Linked DNA regions of Sus scrofa: regions 1 and 3 are each linked to region 2. A link is a contact called in public HiChIP or PLAC-seq data. All regions are on one chromosome and are shown on one strand. Each heading gives the region's core, a stretch centred on a gene start, on an enhancer-like site or on the middle of the called end of the contact. The rest is flanking DNA. Distances are from core to core; before and after follow the strand shown. Region 1 holds the start of GPCPD1 (glycerophosphocholine phosphodiesterase GPCPD1). Region 2 has its middle 63 kb from the start of C17H20orf196. Region 3 overlaps C17H20orf196.

What was found. HiChIP or PLAC-seq counts read pairs in DNA pulled down with a chosen protein or histone mark.
Region 1: a contact with region 2 is called in an H3K27ac HiChIP or PLAC-seq map of alveolar macrophages. The contact joins the promoter of GPCPD1 here to the enhancer-like site in region 2. A contact is called at or near these places in 1 of 5 promoter capture datasets (fetal liver), 7 of 47 Hi-C or Micro-C datasets (blood, embryonic fibroblasts, liver and 2 more) and 2 of 2 datasets of contacts at active chromatin or transcription factors (alveolar macrophages and skeletal muscle).
Region 3: a contact with region 2 is called in an H3K27ac HiChIP or PLAC-seq map of alveolar macrophages. The contact joins two enhancer-like sites. A contact is called at or near these places in 3 of 47 Hi-C or Micro-C datasets (blood and liver) and 2 of 2 datasets of contacts at active chromatin or transcription factors (alveolar macrophages and skeletal muscle).

Annotation. Positions count from the first base shown.
Region 1 is chr17:14,474,519-14,477,893 of Sscrofa11.1, reverse strand. It overlaps GPCPD1 (glycerophosphocholine phosphodiesterase GPCPD1), which reads left to right and starts at 1,671. Exons shown (of 20, transcript XM_021078049.1): 1 at 1,671-1,870.
Region 2 is chr17:14,545,795-14,549,152 of Sscrofa11.1, reverse strand. No RefSeq gene overlaps it. Among named protein-coding and RNA genes, the nearest start is that of C17H20orf196, 63 kb to the left of the region's middle. Within about 2 kb of position 1,877, at least 13 of the 83 cell types and tissues checked have an H3K27ac peak or open chromatin away from gene starts, as enhancers often do. A contact at or near this core is called in alveolar macrophages and embryonic fibroblasts, where this site is marked.
Region 3 is chr17:14,618,195-14,621,150 of Sscrofa11.1, reverse strand. It overlaps C17H20orf196, which reads right to left. Exons shown (of 3, transcript XM_021078198.1): 2 at 1,587-1,767. Among named protein-coding and RNA genes, the nearest start is that of C17H20orf196, 9.0 kb to the right of the region's middle. Within about 2 kb of position 1,265, at least 11 of the 83 cell types and tissues checked have an H3K27ac peak or open chromatin away from gene starts, as enhancers often do. A contact at or near this core is called in alveolar macrophages, where this site is marked.

The DNA of each region.
Region 1 (3,375 bases), core at 422-2,921, 71 kb after region 2:
AACCTCATGGTTCCTAGTTGGATTAGTTTCTGCTGTGCTATGATGGGAGCTCCTATTTATTTATATTTTTATTAATTTCATTTATTTATTTTTTTTTGGTCTTTTTTGCCTTTTCTGGGGCCGCTCCCGCAGTATATGGAGGTTCCCAGGCTAGGGGTCTAATCGGAGCTGTAGCCACCGGCCTAGGCCAGAGCCACAGCAACTCGGGATCCGAGCCGCGTCTGCAACCTACACCACAGCTCACGGCAACGCCAGATCCTTAACCCACTGAGCAAGGCAAGGGACTGAACCTGCAACCTCATGGTTCCTAGTCGGATTTTTTAACCACTGCACCACAACAGGAACTCCAATTTTATTATTATTGTTTTGTTTTTTGGGTTTTTTTTTTTTTTGCTTCCCTGCAGCACATGGAGTTCCCCAGCCAGGGATCAGATCCGTGCCATAGTTGTGACTTAAGCTGCAGCTCAGCAATGCCGTATCCTTAACCCACTGTGTCCAACTAGGGGTCAAATCCACACCCCAGCACTCCCCAAATCCCTGATCCCCTTATGCCACAGTGGGAACTCCAAGACGGTTCTTTGTAAATTTTCGGTATCACACTTGATTTAAATGATTAAATAAAACCTGATAAAATTTTCTTTCAGGAATTAATCAGTGGTTAACCTTGATGCTGGAAAATGTTAAGTTGGGTGAGTGGCAAATGCTGATTAACTCATTTTTCTGGGACCATCAAAAGAGAAAAAAAAACTTCACTTTTTTTTCTTGTCTTTTTAGGGCCCCACGCCTGGCACATGGAAGTTCCCATGCTAGGGGTCTAATCAGAGCTACAGCTGCTGGCCTTACCAGAGCAATAGCAACCCCCAGATTCCAGCCCCGTCTGCAACCTACACCACAGCTCAGGGCAACCCGGTTCCTTAACCCACTGAGCGAGGCCAGGGTTGGAACCCGAAACCTCATGGTTCCTAGTCGGATTCGTTTCCGCTGTGCCACTATGGGAACTCCTCGCTTTTTTTTTTTTTTTTCTTAATATAGCTCATTTTTTCCCCCAGAAATTAAACTACAATTTTTTGCTACTTTTTCCAGCTTCCATAAAATTTCCTTCAAACTTTAATTTACATACAAATAATCTGGGGATCTTGTTAAACGCAATTCGAATAGGCAGAGGATCCCAATAGAGCAATTCTGATCGCTCCCAGGTGATACTGCTGGCTTGGAATATCAAGCTTTCGCAGCGAATGTTGTAAACGCTCAACCATCTTAGGTCACTTAATTCTCCTTCTTAACCCTAAAGATCTGACCCAAGTGTGCTTGTTAATTTGGAACGGAGGAAAAGTTCCTGAGGTCAGGCCTGCTCATTTCTCTCGCTTTCCGATGAGGAAAAATGCAATTTATAATTGCAGCTCCACGTCCTAGTCTAGGTTGTCTTAATACTTAAGAGTTCCAAGATAGGCATCTATGAACCCAAGCCAGGCCTGCTCGGCGCCGCCACCCGCGGCGGATTCCAGCCAACGGAAAAGGCAGACGCCGGGGACCCCGGGGATGCCCGGCCACCACCGATTGACGATGCGGGCCCTTTCCAGGAACTCGCGCGGCCCGCCCCTCACGCGCGGGCGCCTATTGGTTCGGACGGCGCCGGGCGTGACGTCAGGCCCCGCCCGCCAGCCCTCCAGCCCCGCCCCGCGGGATGGCCTGGCGGTTTGGTCTGGAGCAGCTGAAACCGGTTTGAGCGGAGCCGCTTCCTGCCGCTGGGCGCCGCAGCGGTCCGACTCGGAGAGAGCTGGCGAGGTGCGCACGGCGGGTACCCGGCACCTCGGCCCGCGGCACTGCTGTCTGGCGCTGCGGTGGAGGCGCGGACCAGTGGACGGGGCAGGTGAGGCGGGAGGCCGGGCGCTCGACGCGGGGGCCACGGCTGCTGCTCACGTGGCAGCCGAGCTGTCAGGGCGACCCGGCGAGGGGACGCGGTGGGGCGAGGCGTGGGGAGGGTCCCCCAGCCCGAACGGGATCTGCCCGCCGTGGAGACCGCGGCCTGGACGTTGGCTCTCGTAGGTCTGTGGGTAACGCATATTTACTGTATTTATCGTTTGTTGTCACGATTCCGCGGAGCTGCCGGGTGCTTAGTTACCCTCCAAAAATTTTGTAGTGTTTTCAAAATACCAGAATGCATAGACCATAGGACTACCACAACCACGAGTGTTCCAAAAAGCAAGTTAAGGAACGAAGGAACATAAATGCAGCTGAAGTCGTCTGTGTACCCCTAGCAGCATACCCTTCGCCCACCACCACTCTCAGGTTTTATCGCTAAGTAATTCATAGTGTTTTGACAACTGCTTATTTTCTGAAATTGCTTAGTCTTGGGCATGCTTGTGTAATTCAGTCATTCCAAGAAACCGAAATGCCTTACTCTCTTAGGAAAAGGTTCCAGGAATAGACATCAGTGCCCTTGAAATAATTTTAAGACAGCTGCCCCTTCTCCTAAAGCTCTACTTTTTCCAAAGCTCTTTAAATGACCCTGATGACTTCTGGAAAAAAGCCTCCAACGTTTCGATGCTTCATCAGCCCCCTTTTACCCAACTGTTCGTTTCCAAAGGAAATCGGTCATGAATTTAGTCTCGAATTGTAAAGAAATCTTTCACCTTGAGCCAGCTGTCTAGTCTGATGTAACACTTAGAGGAACTGATAGAACCAAGCAGGATGTTTGGACTTGATGTTTTTTTCATACTCTTTTTCAGCCCTTCCTATTTCTGTGCAGTTCCTATTCATTAACCTTTCACCTTACTCCTTCTTGTTACATTTCTGACAGTTAAGACTTAGCTAAGAAACAAATACAAGCTATCAGTCCTTTTCCAACTGGTAACATTCTAGATACAAATAACACAAGATAAACAGGTAAAACTGCAAATGGCTCAGATGGTTCTGGGCTTAACCAGGGAGAACCAATGTTCTAGACCAGTAAGACTTAGAAAAGTTGGACTCAGAAATGACCACAAAAGAAATCTCAGTAGCAGAGTAAGTAAAATTTGATATGTTCAAAACGTAAGCTGATGAGTCAAAACTTTGTGTATAACTTAACCAGGAAAAGCATGTGAAATACATAAGAAAGTAATATCAAGATAAAATGAAAAGGAAAAAAAATGGGCTAAGTTTTATGGTATTGTTTACGAAAGTGATCAAAGAATTAAACTGGCTTAATGAAATCTCTAGAACTGCTTTCTTAATAAAAATCCATTCTCATGTATGCATGCATTTGACTAAAAGATTAGCCCAACGTATACTGGGGTCAGAATAGTCAGATCATAATGAGCATCCAACCAGGATGCACAGAAACTAACTCAGGAAAATGTAAGCATTTCATGTATTTTTCTATAGCCAGTTATG
Region 2 (3,358 bases), core at 628-3,127:
CTCAAGGCTCCACTAACGGAGCAAGACGGTTTTCTGGAGCAATTTATTAACTTACGGGTGATCTCCCAATGTCCCCCAAGTCTCCTTCTTTAAATGTGGTCCTTTATCGGGACTTCTACAGCTACCTGTGTCTACTCCATCCCTATCAGAGGGACATCAGAATCCCGAACTACGAAAGCCTGTGAAATCGAGCAGGCTCCTGGGCACAGAAGCCTTTCTGTGCTTCCCATTTTTTACTTTTAGGAAATGAGCGTCAGCCTCCCTGACCTTCCTGAGTTCCAAAGGGCAGGTTCAAACAGTAGCTTATCTGGGAAGGGAGGAGATGCAGAGACCAGGCAGGGACAGTCAAGAAAGTGTAGTACAGGAGTTCCCTTTGTGGCTCAGCTGTTAACTGAGCTTGTGGTGTAGGTGGCAGACGTAGCTTGTATCCTGTGTTGCTGTGGCTGTGGCTGTGGGCCGGCAGCTACAGCTCTGATTCGACCCCTGGCCTGGGAACCTCCAGATGCCGCGGGAGCGGCCCAAGAAATGGCAAAAAGACAAAAAAATAAAAAAATAAAAATAACCCCCCAACAAATGAACCAGCACCCCCCAAGCCGTCCTGGGGCCGCTAAATACCAGCTTCAAAGAATGAAAGCTTGTAACTACCTTGATCCTTATCTGTGGCCCTATTTCCTACTCCCAAACTATAAAACCACTTCCTTATCTCTCCCAAAAGAGGGCACAGTCTTTAGGGCATTAGCCTACTGTGTTCTCCTTTCCTGGCAAAACAATAAAGCTATTTTTTTCTCCTTTGCCCCAAACTCTATCTCTTTGTTTCTATTTGGCACCTGTGGACAGAGGCACTCAGGGGCACAGGGCCCCAAGTTCAGCACCTTTGGAGACCTCATTTGGATAAAAACATCACCTCCAGGAAATCATTTGTGAGAGGCTACACATTAATTCATGGCACCCGGAGTTCCGCTTGTGGCGCAATGGGATCGGCAGCATCTTGGGAGCCCTGGGATGCAGGTTTGATTCCCTGCCTGGCACAGTGGGTTCAGGATCCAGCGTTGCTGTAGTTGTGATCCCTGACCAGGGAATTCCATATGCCATGGGTGTCCAAAAAAAAAAAAAAAAAAAGTAATTCACAGCACCGGATAACGTCTATGTCAAAATGCCTTGGCTGCAAGTGATGAAACCTAATTCTAATCAGTGTAGACACCCAAGTGGTGGTGGGGGAACGTTACTTCCTTGTTTAAGCAGGAAGGACAGGGTGCAAACTTTGTGCAACTTGTCTACACAGAGTAGCACTAACTTGTCCTTCCTGATAATTTTTCTTCATGACTTCAATGTTGCTATTGGAGACTATAAGACATAGAGCTCTTTAGCAGAGAGATGCAAATTAAAACAACAATGACCTCTGATTTCAATGAACCCTTGGCAGAGTAAATCTGACAACATCAACTGGTGAGTGAAAAATCGGAAATGGAGATTTCGGAGTTCTGGTCGTGGCTCAGTGGTTAGCGAATCTGACTAGGAACCATGAGGTTTCGGGTTCGATCCCTGGTCTTGCTCAGTGGGTTAAGGATCCAGGCGTTGCCTTGAGCTGTGGTGTAGGTTGTAGACACAGTTCAGATCCCACATTGCTGTGGCTCTGGCATAGGCCAGCAGCTACAGCTCCGATTAGACCCTCAGCCTGGGAATCTCCATATGCCACGGGAGCAGCCCTAGAAAAGGACAAAAAAAAAAAAACAAAAAAAACAAAAAAAATAGAAATGGAGATTTCATTTTGGGAGTGGGTGGGGCGATGCCTGAAGCATGTGGAAATTCCCAGGCTAAGGATAGAACCCATGCCACAGCAGTGACTAAAGCTGCTATAGTAGCAATAAGGGACCCTTAACTCACTGAGTCACAGGAGAACTACAAGAGACAGGGCTTTTATGCTCTGCCAGTGGGAGTGAAAACTGGAATAATTGCAATAGGAGCCATTGTGCAATACTTAGTAAATTTAGTGTCTGGATAATGTCAACTCAAAAAATAAACTCAATTATGTATATGAGCAAGTAAGTTTCTGTTACCAAACAAAGTTTTGGTGCCCACATGGTGAGGCCAAACAAACTGAAACTTTGGAATTTGGGGCAGAGAATGTTTATTGCAGGGCCAAGCAAGGAGAACAGGAGGCTCATGCTCAAAAGCCCCAAACTCCCTGATAGTTTTAGGGGAATGTTTTTATAGGTAAAATTTAGGGTGAGGGCTGCAGGGTGTGTGACCTTCTTCTGACTGGTTGGTGTGAAGTAACAGGGCGGTGCTCCAGGACTCTTGCGCTCAGCCTGAAGTTACCACCCTCCACCTGGATGGGGGCCTTAGTTGCTGCAGAAGAACCTAAAAATATTATGTATGTTCCTTGAGGAGGAACCAGGACCCCACTTTGTCTCTGCAAAATTATTTCCTGATTGCTCCTCCATATCTCCTCTCTTCCCTGATTAGCAGCTGTTTGAAGTTGCCCTTTGGAATTCTGGAAAGGTCGCAGAGGCTGAAGGAGGCCTATTTCCCGCAAACAAGAAACAGGACACAGAAAGGCATTGTACCTGGTAGCCCCACAGGGTCCTGCTCTGTTTCAGTATCTTCGTTTCCTTCCTTCCTTCCTTCCTTCCTTCCTTCCTTCCTTCCTTCCTTCCTTCCTTCCTTCTCTCTCTCTCTTTCTTTCTTTCTTTTTAGGGCCACACCCGCAGCATATGGAAGTTCCCAGGCTAGGGGTTGAATCAGAGCTACAGCTGCCAGCCTATGCCACAGCCACAGCAATGCGGGATCTGAGCCATGTCTCAGCATGTCTGAGCAACGCTGGACCCTTAACCCACTGAGTGGGGCCAGGGATCGAACCTGCATTCTCATTCTCGTGGATACTAGTCGGGTTCGTTTCCGCTGCACCACAATGAGAACTCCTCAGTATCTTAGTTTTAAATTGCATTTCTGTGCTTTCCCACAACTTCCAAACAAACAGGGTGGAACAGTCTCATCCAACTGTACGGCACTTATCTTGTGTCTTGAGAAGAAGGGCTGGTGAAGAGAGGACCAGAGTGGTGGAGAAGAACTTCCCATCCATTACAATGTGTCTTGGCCCTCATGTGACACTCTTGTGTCATCCTGAATGAGGAAGCACTTTCCTTTCTAAAGCTTGTTATTAAAAGAAAATGTTTTTAGAACTACATTCAGTCAAAGCACCCTGTAAGGCCCAGGTATTAAATTCCCAGATTTAACCAAATTAAATATTTTAAAATAATAGCTTCTGATGTGATTTCTTAGCACTTATTTTTTAAAAACTTCAAATATAGCTAAAGCCCTTGTCCCCATCCTCAACTCTACTTTCTTTTGCGGTGGT
Region 3 (2,956 bases), core at 16-2,515, 73 kb before region 2:
GTTGGTAGGGAGAGAAAAGGTAAAATGGACTACTCTTCTGAGCCTAGAAAGAAAAAGGATAAGAAACGATCTAATACTTGGTCAGGAACTAACTTAATAAGAGACTGACTGATCCTGATTTCCCTACATCCTGAAAATCAAAACAGGATCAAGGAAGTTTAAAAAGTATTTTTTTCCCATAGAATTCTTTATTTTATTTTATTTTATTTTTTTGTCTTTTTAGGGCCACACCCATGGCATATGGAGGTTCCCAGCCTAGGATTTGAATCAGAGCTGTAGCCGTTGGCCTAAACCACAGCCATAACAACGCCAGATCTGAGCCGCATCTGCAAACTGCACCACAGCTCTCGGCAACACTGGGTCCCTGACCCACTGGGCAAGGGGTTGAACCTGGGTCCTCATGGATGCTAATCAGATTCATTTCCGCTGATGGGAGCTCCCCATGGAATTCTTAAAGACAATAATAGGACGCACCCTACTTATTGCCAAAGTTGAATTCATCATCATTTAGGCCCACATTTTCTTAGTGTACCTGAGTGTCTTTAAAAATATATATTTGGGTATCTTAATATTGACAAAAACAATAATAATAGCACAGAATAATGACAACTGACTGAGCACCTGTGTACAGCAAACATTGTGAAAAGTCCTTTACCTTGTTCCCTGGGTTAAACCTCACTCCATGAGGCAAGTATTTTAGTCACTACTTTGTAGATTCTGGAACTCAGAGGGCTTGAGAAACATGACCCAAGTCACACACCAGTAAGTGACCTGTGGACCTCCAGGCCTGGATTAGGCAATAAACAGGGAGGAGATGTTCTTTACAACCAGAGATGGTCACAATTACATCACAGAATTATCATTAAACTGAAATCATAGGAGTTCCTATTGCTCAGCGAAAAATGAACCAGACTAGTACCCATGAGGACTCAGGTTTGATTCCCGGCCTCAATCAGTGGATTAAGAATCTGGGGTTGCCTTGAGCTGTGATGTAGGTCGCAGATGTGGCTCAGATCTGGCATTGCTGTGGCTGTGGTATAGGCCAGCAGCTGCAGCTCCTACTTGACCCCCAGCCTGGGAACTTTCATATGCCAAAGTTGTGCTCCTAAAAAAAAAAATACAAAAAAACAACAACCCTTAAATCATAGACTTTCTGGCAATTCAGTCAGGGAATTAAAGAGAAGCTGTTCCCCAAATCCAGACCAGGCTTCATAAGAGGAAGACTAACATCCCTAGTGCTGTTAGCTATGACACAGGGCAAGCCCACGTGGCTCTCTTCTGAAGTTTTCAAAGAACAAAACCGAAAAACAATTCCACTCATTCCCTATTGAACCAAGTGTTGCCTGTGTCTGAATGAATTCTGGACAGAGATCAGAAAGGGACTCAGACAAAAGGGCCTCCAGGAAACAGCTCCCTGTCGCAGTTACACCAGGGAGGCTGCCTTTGAAGTCTCTTCCAACGGTTTTGCTTACAGAAGATGTTTTTCTTCCCAAGACAGTGGACCCAGCCATTGGACAAGAGAAACAAAGGATCCCATACCTGCCTATGTTAGGATTTTTGTGTTTGTTTTAAACTCTGCTTCTTACCTGGATCCACATCAGAAGAGCAAGGAAATGAAAGGGCTTCCTCAGAACTGAAAGCCTCGCTGCTGGCCTCCTGGCTGGGTCTCTGCAACACGTAATCCCTTATGTCACAAGCGGATGGCAGGTCCAAAGCATTGCTTCCCTCCCACTGGCTACTGGGGTGGCATCCTGGGTGGCCATCGCCCTGCCATGGCAAAAGAGAACAATTCAATACAGAAGGCATCGCCTAAGAGGAACCCCCAGCACAGTCATGGCTCAAAGCACCTCAAAGCCCCAATAACAGGAGAACCAGAATAATTTACTTTCCTGTCATTAATGGTCCTCCTGGTCTTCACTTTAGACCCAGTATTTGCTTATCCTGTTTCTTCATCAAGAGAAACAAATACTCACAGCACAGAAAGAAACCATGAATAACTTCAGCTGGAAGATGAGCCGCCTATCTGATAAGGATGAACTACTGCATGGCACTATAATCCAAGGACTGTATGAATAGCTAATGAAAAGGGGAACACCCCACATTTTAAATGGGACAACATTTTTAAACCATAGGTAGGGTCTGATCCAGATTTCATAAAGTAAAATACTCTGTGTGGGATGTGTGTATGAAATATATACAGACCTGTAGTGATAAAACAAAAAAAAAGTCTGGAGGGTAGGCATTCCTGTTGTGCCTCAGTGGAAACAAATCCGACTAGGAACCATGAGGTTGCGGGTTCCATCCCTGGCCTTGCTCAATGGGTTAAGGATCCGGCGTTGCTGTGAGCTGTGGTGTAGGTTGCAGACGCGGCTTGGGTCTTGCGTTGCTGTGGTTCTGGCACAGGCTGGCAGCAACAGCTCCATTAGACCCCTAGCCTGGAATCTCCATATGTCGTGGGTGTGGCCCTAAAACGACAAAAAGATAAAAAAAAAGTCTGGAGGGTATATCCCAGATTAATTTCAGTGGCAATTAATTCAGTGGTTTAATTTCTGGGTAGTGAGATTACAGGTGATTTGCATTTCCTTCTGTGGCCTTCAATTGCTGACACACTGGGACTGGGGAGCAAAGGTGAATGTGACAGAGGCCTCCTTCGAGTTACACAGGGACGATCCCAAACATAGGGACAGTGTTAACACGATGGTAAGATGGAGAGGAGGAGGTAGGCTTTTTGCAGGAAGGTGTCCCCACACATGGGGCAGGCTGGGCCATGGTGGGGGTTGGGGGGGGCAGCATGAGCCCCAGAAGAATCAGCTTGGGCAACGACAAGTGGCATGGGGTGTCAGGAGTTGAAAGTGAGAGAAGCAAGGACAGTTTACACACTGGGTGACTGGGGAAGGACAAACCCTGTGGTTTTGGATGGATGGTCATGGGGCCTCTGCCAGCTCTGGGAAGGGCA